4 separate regions of the Mus musculus genome follow, and all the other regions are linked to region 4. Evidence: chromatin contacts called from public Hi-C data. All regions are on one chromosome and are shown on one strand. Each heading gives the region's core, a stretch centred on a gene start, on an enhancer-like site or on the middle of the called end of the contact. The rest is flanking DNA. Distances are from core to core; before and after follow the strand shown. Region 1 holds the start of Thap2 (THAP domain containing, apoptosis associated protein 2). Region 2 holds the start of Mbd6 (methyl-CpG binding domain protein 6). Region 3 holds the start of Atp23 (ATP23 metallopeptidase and ATP synthase assembly factor homolog). Region 4 holds the start of Xpot (exportin, tRNA (nuclear export receptor for tRNAs)).

Region 1 (2,983 bases), core at 204-2,703, 6.2 Mb after region 4:
TAAAAAACTCCGGGACCTAGCCATGACGCCAAAGGGAGCTCCGGCGACACACCCAGGGCGGACCGCCACGTTAAGGATACAGCTCTTGCGGGGTGGAGAGGGTTCTCGCCAGCTCTGGCTGCTGCCGAATCCGGATCCCGCTCCTCCTGATCCTCCTCCTCCAGGAGGTCTGCACCCCGGCTTGCCTCCTCGCTCCCCCACTCCTCGCCCCCGACTCCAGCGACTCCCACCCCGGTAAGGCCTGCTGCCTCGAAAGCGGAAACGGTCCAGGGCGATGTGGCTCCGCTCCCAGAAGGACGGCCGGGGGCTGCTTTCCGACAGGGACCCCGACGGCATCCGCCCTGGGGGCGGGTGAGTCCGGAACGGTTCTTTGGGTCGGTAGCTGCTGGGTCCCCTGAGCTGGCCCCGCTCGGCCGGGTGCCGTGAGCGTGAGAAATTCCTCAGCTGCTGCTGGGAGGACGACGAGGAGGACGAGGAGCCGCCGCCGCCTCCCCCGGATCCACCGCCCCGGGCCGGGGGAGGAGGCCGCCGCCGCGGGTACGGTAACAGCCCGCCGCCGCTGCTGCTGCTGCTGCTGCTCCGGCTCCGGCTGTTGTCGTCGTCGCTGATCTCCCCGTCTTCGAGCTCCCCTTCTTCCTTCGGCGAGAGGCCGCTAGAGGCCGGGGTCGAAGGATCGGCGGCGGCCGCCATCCGGAGTGCAGCGCTGGCCACACGACCTGAAGCCCTCCGGCCGGGGACCGCCCGACCGCCGCCTGCCTTCCCCTTCCTCCTCCGCCCTCTGTCCTAACGGACCCGGCGGGCGCGGCCTTTCCCGTGCTCGGACGCCCGGCAGGTTCTGCTCCCCAACTTCCCCGCACCCCAGATCGCTCTCTCTCGCTCGTCGGACCGTCGCTCGCCAGTTCCCTCTCCTAGCGCCCCCTTGCTGCTCTTCCGCCTCGCGAGAAAGCCTCTGTAGAAGGAGGCCGGGTCCCGAGCGTCATTTCCTGCGGCACGCCGGAAGGCGACCCTCCGAGTCTTGCGAGACAGGAAGCGCCCACCCCCATGTCCGCCGCGGTGCTGGCTGGGATTTGTAGTCTCCTCTTGCTCCAGGCTTCGCCCTTGTGTCCCTGCAGTCTTAACTGTCCCCTAGCATCCCGTCCGAGGTGGCAGGCGGGGAAGGAAGGGGTTAGTGTCTGGGTTGCGGACATGCTCTTTCAGCCGCAGACCTGAGTTTCAGAGTCATTAGTCGGTGGGGAAGACATCTGCCATCTTCTCATTCATTGCTAGGGGGCCCCCGTCTGAGACGCTGGACCTAGTCTCTTTGGGACCCCGGGAGGTAGGGGAGGGCGGGGAGCGGGTGTGGCCGCCATGTTGGTGAAGGCGACTGTCTGCGCCCGGAGCTCCGGCACGTTGGCTCTGCAGGCCTAAGCCCGCCATATTAATAAAGAGACAGGAGAGTGGGCCCTCCCTCCCACCCCGGTACTGTGCACGCCCCTCTGCCCTCCCCGCGCTCTGCACCGAGCTGGCGGCGCGGGGTCGCCTGCCTCGTTTGTCTAGCGTTTGACAGAAGCTTGCTTAGCGGGCAGCGCCTCCGAAGTGGCGTAAGGTGGCGCCGAATGAGGGGCCCGGGGAAATGCCGACCAATTGCGCCGCGGCGGGCTGTGCTGCTACCTACAACAAGCACATTAACATCAGCTTCCACAGGTAAACCTGGGAGGGGAGCGGGGTGACGGAAACGGGAGCCTAGGCAGTCTTGAGTCTCGGTCGTGTCAGAAGAACAAGGTCCTCTGACTTTGGTCACTTGCCCAGCTGCGAAGAGCAAGGGGAGCCTCGCTCTTGTCCTTTGTGTGTGGGTCCGCACATCTGGAAACATTTGCTCCTTTTCCGAGGAAAGTTTACCAAATTTGAAAAAAAAAAAAGAAAGAAAGGAAGAAAAGAAAAAGAAACCCGAGTTACTATGCCTTGCATTAAAAAGTGATGAGTATACCTTTATTTTCTACTCTTTTATTTTTTATATCTTAGACCATGCCTTAAGAAGAATGACGCCATAAGGGTTCAAACCAACAAATCACTTTAGAAGCCTGCTGAGTTCGAGTTAAGATTAGGCAATTTTCACTACTGGAATTGACGTGGGAAACATTTCTAATAGTCACACATGGTAACTGAGTCAATCTAATTAAGCAATGTTTATCAAAGAGCAAATAGAAACTCTCTCTTGAACAGAATCACGCACTCACACACAGGTTGAACGTACAGTCATGTCTTTAATTCTGTTAAGTCAAACTCCAAAGCATGTGAACACCGACTTGAATATAATAGGCGGCACTCAGTAAATGGTCACCTTTCCTTCTAGAACTGCCAACTGCCTGAAGAAAAGAAATACTGAAAACTAAACTGAAAACAGTTCTGATTTTATATGCTGTACCATTATACCTTGTGATCTTAGAAATATCTTTGCTCTTTTTCCTACCTCACTGTTACTACGTGCATCCCCTAACTAAAAGCTGCCACTTTCAAAATCCCTCTGATGTTTGTTTTTAAAGTATTTCATGCAAATGTAGTGCTTTATTCGTTCTTACAGCTAATGTACACTGGGTCCCTAATTGCCGGACATTATGCTAATGATGTAGATAGTTCTTACCCTCGGGGACTTTAGAATTGAATAGAGGAGTGCGGCATAATTTCTGTTGAGTGCCACAGAAAAGACTTTCAGAGAGACCTAATTTAGCCTCAGAAAGTCAAAGGACACTTCACAAAAGAGGTGACATGTCAGATGACACCAAAGGATGACAGAGATTTGGTCTTCTATATTAAAGCGTTTTCTACTTTGTTCCAAGAGTACTTGAAGAAGCCCCATGACTATGAAAAGACGGGCACGGTTAGATTTACATAATAAAAAGCCTTCTGGCTGCTGCAGAGAGTTAAGAGTGATACTTAAAGTGCCAGTTGCACATCGCCAGAGAGGAATTTGATGAGAAGGAAGCCTTATAGAATGTTAAATCTA
Region 2 (2,979 bases), core at 469-2,968, 5.7 Mb before region 4:
GGGTCCAGGAGCCTACCAATCAGAAAGCGGCACGCTGGCACTGGCTCCGCCTCATCCCTTACATCCGCCACTCAGGAGTCTCACGGCCCCACCCCCATCGCGCCCTCTGGCTTGAGAGTCTACGTTGTCTCGGACCCGGAAGTGGCTTTGGGTCACGCGGCTTCGCGGAGGAGGTGAGTGAGTCATGCGCGCGCGCGGAGGAGAGCGCGGCGAGGGAGGGGATGGGGGGGCGGGGATGATGCAATGTTTGGCAACCGGTGTCCGCGCGCGCACGCGCAGGGGACGTCGATGGTGGTGGGAGGTGCGGGAGGGGGGCTATGGGGGAGAGAGGAAAGAGGGCGGAGCGCCAGCTCCCAGTGTCCAACGGCCCCAACGGCTGTCCTTCCTGAACTTGTCTGCCCACCTCCCATCACCTTTAACTTACTCCTCCATGAAAGGCTCCCATTTTCCCTGGCCCCTCCCAGCTAATGGGCACCGGGGCTCTGGAACCTCTTTAAAGTTTCCAATTTGTTCACCTGGATTGACATCTCCTCGAATCTTTTAAGAGCTCTCCTCCTCTTTTAGCCTTCTAATGCGTCCCAAAGACTGAGTTCCTTGATAGTCCACCCGCTTCTCTCAGAGAGGCACCTTTAACGCTTGTTTCTGAATCGTCCATTACGTGCTAGGATTGAAGTTCTTTACAGAGTGTAGATTGCTGCCTCCTCCTCATCCCACCCCTGCTTTGTGTGATGCTCTTACGCCCTTCACTAAGCCCAGTATCCACCCTCTTCCTTCTCCGAGATAGCGAGTCCTGTGACTCCCTGCTGAGGAGCTGGCCTCCTGCCTCTAGCTGTCTGAGTTCACGACCTACAGTAGAGCCTGGGACGTGCATGCACTTGAACGCATGATTGCCCTGGACTGGGTCATCAGAGGAAACACAGATTCTAGTTTAATTTGTCCAAGGATTCTACCTTACTCATTTGTAAATTAAACAACGATAAAGGTAAAAAGCAGCTCTGTGGAGAAAACTTGAGTAAAAGTAAAAACATCTTGCAAAACGTATTTTTTTTTTTTTGTGCCATGAAAACAGAGGCCATGTGGTGGCCTATTACATAGTCTGTCGTAGACTCAAGAGGGGCAAGCCAGAGTTTAAGTAGAAACTGAACCAAGACCGGTTGCTATTGGATGGTGCGACGGTGACAGGTCCTTGGCCAGACTGCTCCTTCGCTCCAGACCTTCATTTCCCCTTCTGTTAGTAGAGGTGGGGGGTGGGTTGGACCAGATGGTCTCTCCTGGCCTAAAGACAGACCAGGTTGTCAGTGACAGGCAGAGGTCATGTGACTTGACAGGCTGAGGTCGTGTTGTGACATGTTGACCTGGAGAGGCGGGTCAAGTCTCTGCACACTACCCGGGAAGCCTTTGGGGCGGGGCAGGGCAAGTCGCGACTTTCATCTTTTAGGGCTGGCCCCTCCCGGACCTGACATTCCTGACTCCCCCAACAGATTGTGGCTTCGGAAGGGGCCCCTCCCGAGGGAGGACTGGGATTGGCCACCAGTGGCCTGGGAAGAGGCCCAGATCCTTCCGCGGAGGGCGGGTGGGGGGGGGCCGCGTGGGGTGTTTGTTCTCTTGGGGATTAATGGGGGGTTGTGGGGGAGGGGTAGGCGCGCTCCCGCATGCGCACTGCGTCCCCTCCTGTTGGCTCGCTGCTGTCCGCTGGGCGGGGGCCCGGCCCCGCCCCTCTCCCGTCCGGGCAGCGGCGGCGGCGGCGGCGGCGGCTGCGGCGGTGGCGGCGGCAGCGACGGCGGCGGCGGTAGCAGCCTGCGCGGTGCCTTCTGGGAACGGAATCCCCAGGGCTGCCCCTGGCCCCTATGGCGCATGCGCGGGAGGCCGCTCGGTGATCCGCGGCGGCGGCGGCGGCGGCGCTTCCTGCTAAGACCGGCCGGGGCCGTACCGGAGGCTCGGGCTCCACCGACCCACCTCCCACCCCCTCCCACTCACCCTCTGGGCCGCGACTGCGCAGGGCGGGGCCAGCCGAACCATGGGCCGCGGTGAGTGCGGGGCCCGGCCCCCCCGCCCCTCCCCCTCCCTTCTCTCTCCTCCCCTTCTGTCCCTACCCTCTGCCCCCTCCGCGTCCTTTCGGCCCCTTTCCCTGGCCCCATCCACAGCCCCGCACCCTCACCTGCCCCCGCCATTTCTCCTCCCAAAGTGCCTGACTTCTGCCTTCCTGACCTCGCTCCCTTCAGTGCTTCGCCCACCCTCCACCCGCCCTCTCCCCAAGTTCCTTCCTACTTCGTGCGCCTGCCTTCCCCTCCTCCCCGAGCTGAAGGAAGCAGTCTGGGTGACAGGGCGCCTTGTTATGAGAGGGAAAGTTTGGAAGCCGTCAGTGTGCGGCGGGAGCGATGGTGAGGTTGGTGAGGGGTACTTGCAGGTCTAAGGGCCGTCCCTACATGTCAGGGAATGCTTCTTGTTGTTAATTGGAAGCCAGTGGGGGATTATGAATCCCCTTTTCGTCGGCTTGAGAGGACCAGGAGTTCTCAGGATCCTGGAGGAAGACAGAGCTCTGGCTCCAGCCTCTTTGGAGGTCCAAATGAATTAGATCCGAGATTGTTGGATGGAGTGGGCATGGGGGGATTTCAGCTGGCACTACCCTGCCAGGCAGTTGGGCAATTGCTTGGTGACCTGTGGGGCAATCTGTACTTTTTATATGATCTTCCTGGGGGAGGGCACAGCAGTGGCCAGACACTGGGAAACTTCCTAGTGGCCTGGCATTATGGGAATTTGCCCACACTCCTAGCTGAAGTCTTCTGTGCCTAGACAAAGGGAACTAGGCCTTCATATGTCAAGAAATTAGGGAATGGTTTTGTGGTCCTTGGGAGTTGAGGTGCTGAACTCCTCTGGTCTCTAGGGACTGGGCTTGGAGGGGACCGTTGTGGACATGGCCAGCAGATCCTGAGGTCCTTACAGGCGCTACGTCATGTTATTTATGGTCCTTTCCTTGAG
Region 3 (3,064 bases), core at 320-2,819, 5.3 Mb before region 4:
TAGTCCAACTTCAAAAGCCCCCCCCCCCCGAGTCTGTAGCAGTCTCAACAATGTAAAAGTCCAAAGTTCAAAGTCTCTTCTGAGATCCATCTAATCACTTAACTGTAATCCCCAAACCAAGACAGGAAATCAGCTGGGCAAACTCTAAACTCTGCATCTCCATGTCTGATGTGAAAGTGGTCTTGTGTCACCCAGCCTGGCCTTGACCTTGCTATGTAGCTTAGGATCACACTGAATCTTTGATCCTCCTGTCTTTACCTCCCCAGGGCTGTTGTTACAGGCACATGTTGCCACTGTCTGCTTGTGTGGTGCTGGGCGTAGAACCCAGCACTTCATGTGTATCAATCAGGCAAGCGCTCTCTCAACTGAGTAACACCTTCAGCCTTCTTCTGTAGCTGGGCAAGTTCTATCTGCAAATTAGGGTTGATACTATTTTGCAAGGTTGTCATGAGGACTGGTAATAATGTACATATGTGGACCTTGATAAAAAGAATCTAATCTTTGGCTTATGGCTTTATTAGTCTGTAAGTGCAGGCGCTCATATTTGTATAATATTCCAAGCGAGTGATGCCTTCTGCTTCCCATTCAACTCTTGTTTACGGAGCACCGTGACCCCTAAGTGCTGTTCACAAGGCATTGCATGCCTATTTTTCTTGGACATTTGTCCTCGTTTTCTCCAACTCTACCATCCTGCCTGGCCCGTGGGAGCAGGTGTTTAGCAGTGTGAGCTGAGCTGAATAATTTAGTGAGGAAAGAAACACACACACACACACACACACACTACGTAAAAGCTGGAAGTCTGTCATGAGAGCACTAACACGGACAAAGTGCCTTAAACTGCAGATCTGGCAACATTAATTTTGAGTAAGTGTGCTGGTGGACTCTGATTATGGGAACTGAGGAAAAAGCCTTTTTTTTTTTTTTTTAAGATTTATATATAAATACATTGTAGCTGTCTTCATAAACACCAGAAGAGGGTGTCAAATTACAGATGGTTGTGAGTCACGATGTGGGTGCTGGGATTTGAACTCAGGACCTTCGGAAGAGCAGTCAGTGTTCTTAACCGCTGAGCCATCTTTCCAACCACCCCCTTCTTTTTAAAAGATTTATTTTATTATATGAGTACACTGTAGCTGTTTCCAGACACACAAGAGGGCATCAGATCCCATTACAGATGGTTGTGAGCCACCATGTGGTTACTGGGAATTGAACTCATGACCTTTGGACGAGCAGTCAGTGCTCTTATCCACTGAGCCATCTCTCCAGACCCAAGATGTGTGTATCTTATTTCTGAGCAAGAGGAGGGTTGATGAATGGGTCCCCAGGAGCCACATTTTGATGAGACCAACCAGTCTTTGAAATATCCAAGCGTTTCTGAAAACACTGCCTTTAATTCGGTGTGAGTGGGTAGCGGGAATAAGAGAAACAGCAGGTGAGGGAGTGGGAGGATGGTTGAGGTGCAGAAGGCAATATAGTGGCCAGCATCGGCGGTCGCGAGGCACCGCCCATCAGCCCCGCCCACCGACCACGCCTACCAAGCCCCGCCCACGAGCTGCACGCCGCGTCTCCTTCGTGCTGGCCCGCGGAGCGTGCGCCGGCGGCGGAAGCGGCTGTCCTAGGTCGAGCGGGCAGGAGGAGGCTTGCGGGCCTCATGGCAGGAGCTCCGGGCGGCGGCGAGCTCGGCCCTGCGGCTGGCGAGCCACTGCTGCAGCGACCCGACTCTGGCCAGGGCTCGCCTGAGCCGCCGGCCCACGGGAAGCCCCAGCAGGGCTTCCTCTCCAGCCTCTTCACCCGGGACCAGAGTTGTCCGCTCATGCTCCAGAAGACGCTGGATACCAGTAAGAGCCGCGACCTGGAGGCTGGGGTCGGGGTGGCACAGGACCCGGGGGGTGAGGAAGGGCCCGGACGTGCCCCCACTGATCCCGGACTGCACTGCAGCCCTAGGGCTGCGTGGGCGGGAGGGGGCGTGGGCCTCCGCCCCACTCGCGCTTCTGAAGGCCTGGGCTGGGAGTCTGCCCTCCTGGGTCACACTCACCAGTTTCTTATGTAAGTTTTGCAGCGGCACGGGCTCTAGGGTGCAGGTGAGAGCTGGAAAGAGCTCCATTCATTAATAAGGCAGCTCTACTTCTGGCTATGCACCCCTTCCCTGGGGTGGGGGTGGGGTGGGCGATTCTTTAACCTTCAGTCACTGCAGTAGGAACTGTGGAGAATGCTAGAATAGGAACTTTTGAAAACCCTCGTGTTTATGCACCTAAGTGCATTTTTCTAGGGAGAGTTCCTAGCTTCATCATAGTCTCTAAGAAGCCTGTGACATCTAAGAGGTTTATTATTGCCGCGGGTCACCCAGGCACACTGGCTCCCACTGAGCAATTTATCTCCAGTCCCGGGACACTGCCTTGCTCCTCTGCATCTGCAGATTGCCTGTCTACCTCAGATTTATTTAGGAAAGTAAGATTTAAATGTATTCGACCCTCCAAATAGTTACTATTTTATAGCAGAATTGGTCATAATTCAATCATCAACTGATCAAAGATTTTACTGTCTTCTTTTTAAAGCTTTTTTTTTTTTGATTTCTTTATTTTTGTGTGTGATTGTCTCGCCTGCATGTGTGTCTGCGCACTCTCTGCATTCCTGGTGTCCAGGACTGTGAGCTACTATGCAGGTGCTGGGGAACTCACCCTGGGTTCTCAGCGAGAGCAACAAGTGCTACTAACCACTGAGCCATCTTTTTAGCTCCCTTCCTCCCTCCCTCCTTTCCTCTCCCTCCTCAGAGGTGAGAACTGAACCTAAGACCTTGTGCTTACCAGGCAAGGCCCTACCACTGGGCTCAATCCCTAAGCCACCGTTCTTCTCTCTTACTGGCCATAGACTCACACATTTCTGCTTGCTAACCCTCATTGAAGAACTTTGGTGGGCAGGTCCCATTGGGCTGTGGTACTCAGAGCGAGGCATGGTGCTACCACAGAGAGCAGTGTAGGCGCTGCCTTCCTCCAGTCTAGGTTCTATGCTGGTTTGTTTTTCTAACCGTGGCCCAGGATGCCCATGTTCTCCTAACACGGGCCCT
Region 4 (3,263 bases), core at 247-2,746:
GACAAGCTGAATTGCTGGAACCTGTCCTACCTGCTGTCTTCGGGGAGGCTGCTGTCTTTATATCATTTCTGCTCCTGTAAGAAAGTCACCCCAGTAAAAGCCATTGGTTCACCAAGCTTGACTTTCGTGGTATCCTCACTTTAGTCTGTCATCAGTACCGAATCTGGGTATCTATCTGCAGTGAACAGATGTTTGTCCATGTATCCCCAGAGATAGTGTCACTTATGATAAGTCTAACACGTGTATCAAACTTAATTCATGAAATAGTCAGACCTGGTGACAACCTGGAACTCCAGCACTCTGGAATCTGAAGCAAGAGAACAGTGAAGGCCAGCAAGTTTCAGGCTAACCAGAGCTACATAGTGAGCCTCTCTCTGCCTCTAAATAAAATTAACCAAACCTTACCCTCTGAGGCTGGTACTGTCCCACTCTACATAAAATGAGTAAACTGAGATGGACTTTAACACTCATGATGCCAACAATAATGGAGGTGCAGCCTTAGGATTTAGGTAAGGTTGCTGGAGCTTATACTGCGCCCACACAGTAATAATAGCACGGGATCAAAGAAACAAAGCGAACGGAAGCACGGGACTTGTACGTATGTTTTCCCTCTCTCTTTTCTTTTTTTCTTTTTTTGAGACTGTGTTTCTCTCTGTAGTCCTGGCACTCGCTCTGTAGATGTGGCTACCTCTGCCTCCTCAGTGTTGGGATGAATGGTAATCGCCACCATCACCGGGGACTGCTTTCGGTTTTCTTTTTTTCTTTCTATCTTTTTTTGTAGGCAAATTTAGTAATATTTAAACTGGGCGTGGTGGTTCATGCCAGTAATTCCAGAATTTGTAAAGTTTAGGCCAGCTTGGGAAAAATGAGTGAAAACCAGCCTGGGTTATGGAGTGTGATCTTGCCTCAAAAGCAAAACAAGTAAATAAAAATACAGCGGATTTTTTTTTTTTTTAAAGAGTCCTTAAGCGTCTGGACTCTTGACACGTGGAACCGCTGGAAAGGAATTCAGCAACTGACTCAACACGTGGTTTCAACCACGTCCACTTTTCCGATCTCAGGATCTCCGCACTGCCACCTGACCAGACCCTTCTGGAGGGAGTGGAGAGTTACTAATTCACGCCGACGCTCAAAGCAGAGCGCAACGTGGCCGGTCTTCTAAAAGCTTAGAGGACCTCAGTAACCTGTAGCTAGGAGGGCGGTGTGCACTCTCCCAGCATGCACCACAGGCCCGCCGGCCACGCCCCCTGCGAGCTCCAGGGAGCACGTGCGCGGTCCTCCTCTCGGAAGCGTCCCATGCGCTTTGCACGCTGGGAGTTGTAGTCCCCCGGGCCCAGCCTGCTGGCGGCCGTCTGCACTCTACTTCCATGAGGCTGCTGCTAGCGCGGGTCCGCGCGGTACGACGCGGGGGGCGTGCCTCGCGCTGACTCAGCGGCGGCGTTAGCGGGACCCTGCGCAGTTTTCCTTCCAGGGCCGCCGACTCCGCCCGCCGGCTTGCCAACCTGCCCTCCCCGCTCCGCGCCACGCAAGAGAAGGCGCCCGGGGAACGCCGAGCGCCGAGAGGAGCGCGGCCCGGGCCGGCTCCGGCGCTAGCGCTGCGGCTGTATTGGAGGACTACAGCGACAAGGACGTGGGCCGCTCTCCGTGCTCCCTGCGTACGGCCCGCTCCTTGCGGCTGGCCGACCCTCGGGAGTGCAGGCGAGGAAGAGATATTGGAGTGATGGTGACTGGAGGCGTAGGGCGGCGGGCCGGGGACCCTACGTGGCCGGGCGAGCCGGACTTGGGGTTGGGGACGATCGGTGGCGGCCGCGTCCCTAGTGCGTGGCTGCCGGTTGCCGGGTGTTTCATCACCCGAGTGGCCACGAGGCTTCGCTCTGGGAGGGATCCGGGCGAAGGATAGGGGGCGAGGCCGGCCTAGGAGGCTGCCCCCCAACCCCATTTGTGATAGTTTTAGAGTGCGTCCCACCAGTTTGAGCTGTAGGGACCTCAAAGTTGATCCGCTTCCCACCCCGGGACAAATAGGAGAGAAAGTGTTATTTCTGCGTAGTAATTTGCCAGCAGGGACAGCCTTTTCCCCTTTTTGCTTCTTTACAGTCTTGCAGCCACGGAAAAGCTTGATGTTCCCTGTAACCTGAAAAACGAGTACTTTTTGGAAGCCTTAATTAGTTGTTACTGGGGGAAGTTACGTTGTATTAAAGCGACTTGTCAACTTGATGTTAAAAGGCTGGAAAGATTCAGTCGGTCTCAAACAGGCTTAAGTAGGTGTGGAGGAATTTTCCACATTGTTTGATTATTCTTGACTTAATGGCTGAGGGAAAAATTAAGGCTTCCAATTTTACATGTTTTTTTTTCGCTCCCCCCACCCCCACATCCACCTTTGCAGGTAGTATAAGATGTTTACCATATTGTAACAATGTTTAAGCCTGCAAGGCTCTGCATCGGTAGGTCAGAAAGCTAAGCTTCCTTTGCCGGTCTTTATTAGGCAATCGTTACCTTTTAACCCTGTGTTTTATTCACAGATAGGTGGTTTACCATCTCATTTTATTTTGGTTTGATGTTTTTTTCCGATTGTGTAGAGGGCGAAGGTTTGTGAGGGATTCCTCACTATGGAACAAGTTTGCTGAGGATTTTTTTTGTTGGTGTTGAGCATGTGCTCGGCTGGGCCTCTTATTTATCTTTTTTCCTCTTGTCAAGATTAGCGTGAAATGACAAAACGCTTAAGCAGTTTTTTTCCCAAAGCAATGGATAATTTAAAGGAACTCTAGTGGATTTCTCAATCAGGGGTTTACAGACAGTCTTACACCGACTTTTCTCTCTGAGCATTTTTAGCAGGAATACTACTTTACTTTAAGAATGTTTCAAGTTGTGCATCCTGCGTGCCTGTCTCTGACTTTGTACCCTATTGGAGGCATGCTTTGCACACATGCACACATTGTAGTCTTTAGGACTTTGCCCCTTTTCCTGCAGACAGAATGGAATGCATACTTTTGGGGTGTTTGTTTGTTTGTTTTGGTGTGCAGCTTCAATTTTTGTTTTGTTTTTGAGACAGAATCACTATAGCTCTGGCTAGCCAGAACATCCATATGTAGATAGACCAGGCTGGCTTTGAAGTCCCAGATCCCCCTGCCTCTACCTCCCAAACAGTGGGATTAAAAGGTGTGTGCTACTTTGAGTGACTGAATGGTTGTGTCACTTGGGGTGTGTGTGTGTGGGTCGGTGGGGTTGGTTGGTTGGTTGTTTTTTCAGACTGGGTTTCTCTGGGT

Evidence for each region. A called contact is a pair of places that touch in the nucleus more often than the background predicts.
Region 1: a contact with region 4 is called in a Hi-C map of pre-B cells, with 7 times the contacts expected there. The contact joins the promoter of Thap2 here to the promoter of Xpot in region 4. A contact is called at or near these places in 3 of 484 Hi-C or Micro-C datasets (B cells, CD8 T cells and pre-B cells).
Region 2: a contact with region 4 is called in a Hi-C map of B cells, with 6 read pairs. The contact joins the promoter of Mbd6 here to the promoter of Xpot in region 4. A contact is called at or near these places in 3 of 39 promoter capture datasets (cranial neural crest, maxillary cranial neural crest and pre-B cells) and 1 of 484 Hi-C or Micro-C datasets (B cells).
Region 3: a Hi-C map of liver shows a contact between it and region 4, with 3 times the contacts expected there. The contact joins the promoter of Atp23 here to the promoter of Xpot in region 4. A contact is called at or near these places in 2 of 39 promoter capture datasets (liver and pre-B cells) and 1 of 484 Hi-C or Micro-C datasets (liver).

The regions. Positions count from the first base shown.
Region 1 is chr10:115,382,905-115,385,887 of GRCm38.p6, reverse strand. Thap2 (THAP domain containing, apoptosis associated protein 2) reads left to right here and starts at 1,453. Exons shown (of 3, transcript NM_025780.4): 1 at 1,453-1,683. The coding sequence starts at 1,613. It overlaps Zfc3h1 (zinc finger, C3H1-type containing), which reads right to left and starts at 929. Exons shown (of 35, transcript NM_001033261.2): 1 at 81-929. The coding sequence starts at 690.
Region 2 is chr10:127,287,757-127,290,735 of GRCm38.p6, reverse strand. Mbd6 (methyl-CpG binding domain protein 6) reads left to right here and starts at 1,718. Exons shown (of 13, transcript NM_001347171.1): 1 at 1,718-2,027.
Region 3 is chr10:126,899,876-126,902,939 of GRCm38.p6, reverse strand. Atp23 (ATP23 metallopeptidase and ATP synthase assembly factor homolog) reads left to right here and starts at 1,569. Exons shown (of 6, transcript NM_001159559.1): 1 at 1,569-1,838. The coding sequence starts at 1,652.
Region 4 is chr10:121,624,565-121,627,827 of GRCm38.p6, reverse strand. It overlaps Xpot (exportin, tRNA (nuclear export receptor for tRNAs)), which reads left to right and starts at 1,496. Exons shown (of 25, transcript NM_001081056.2): 1 at 1,496-1,723.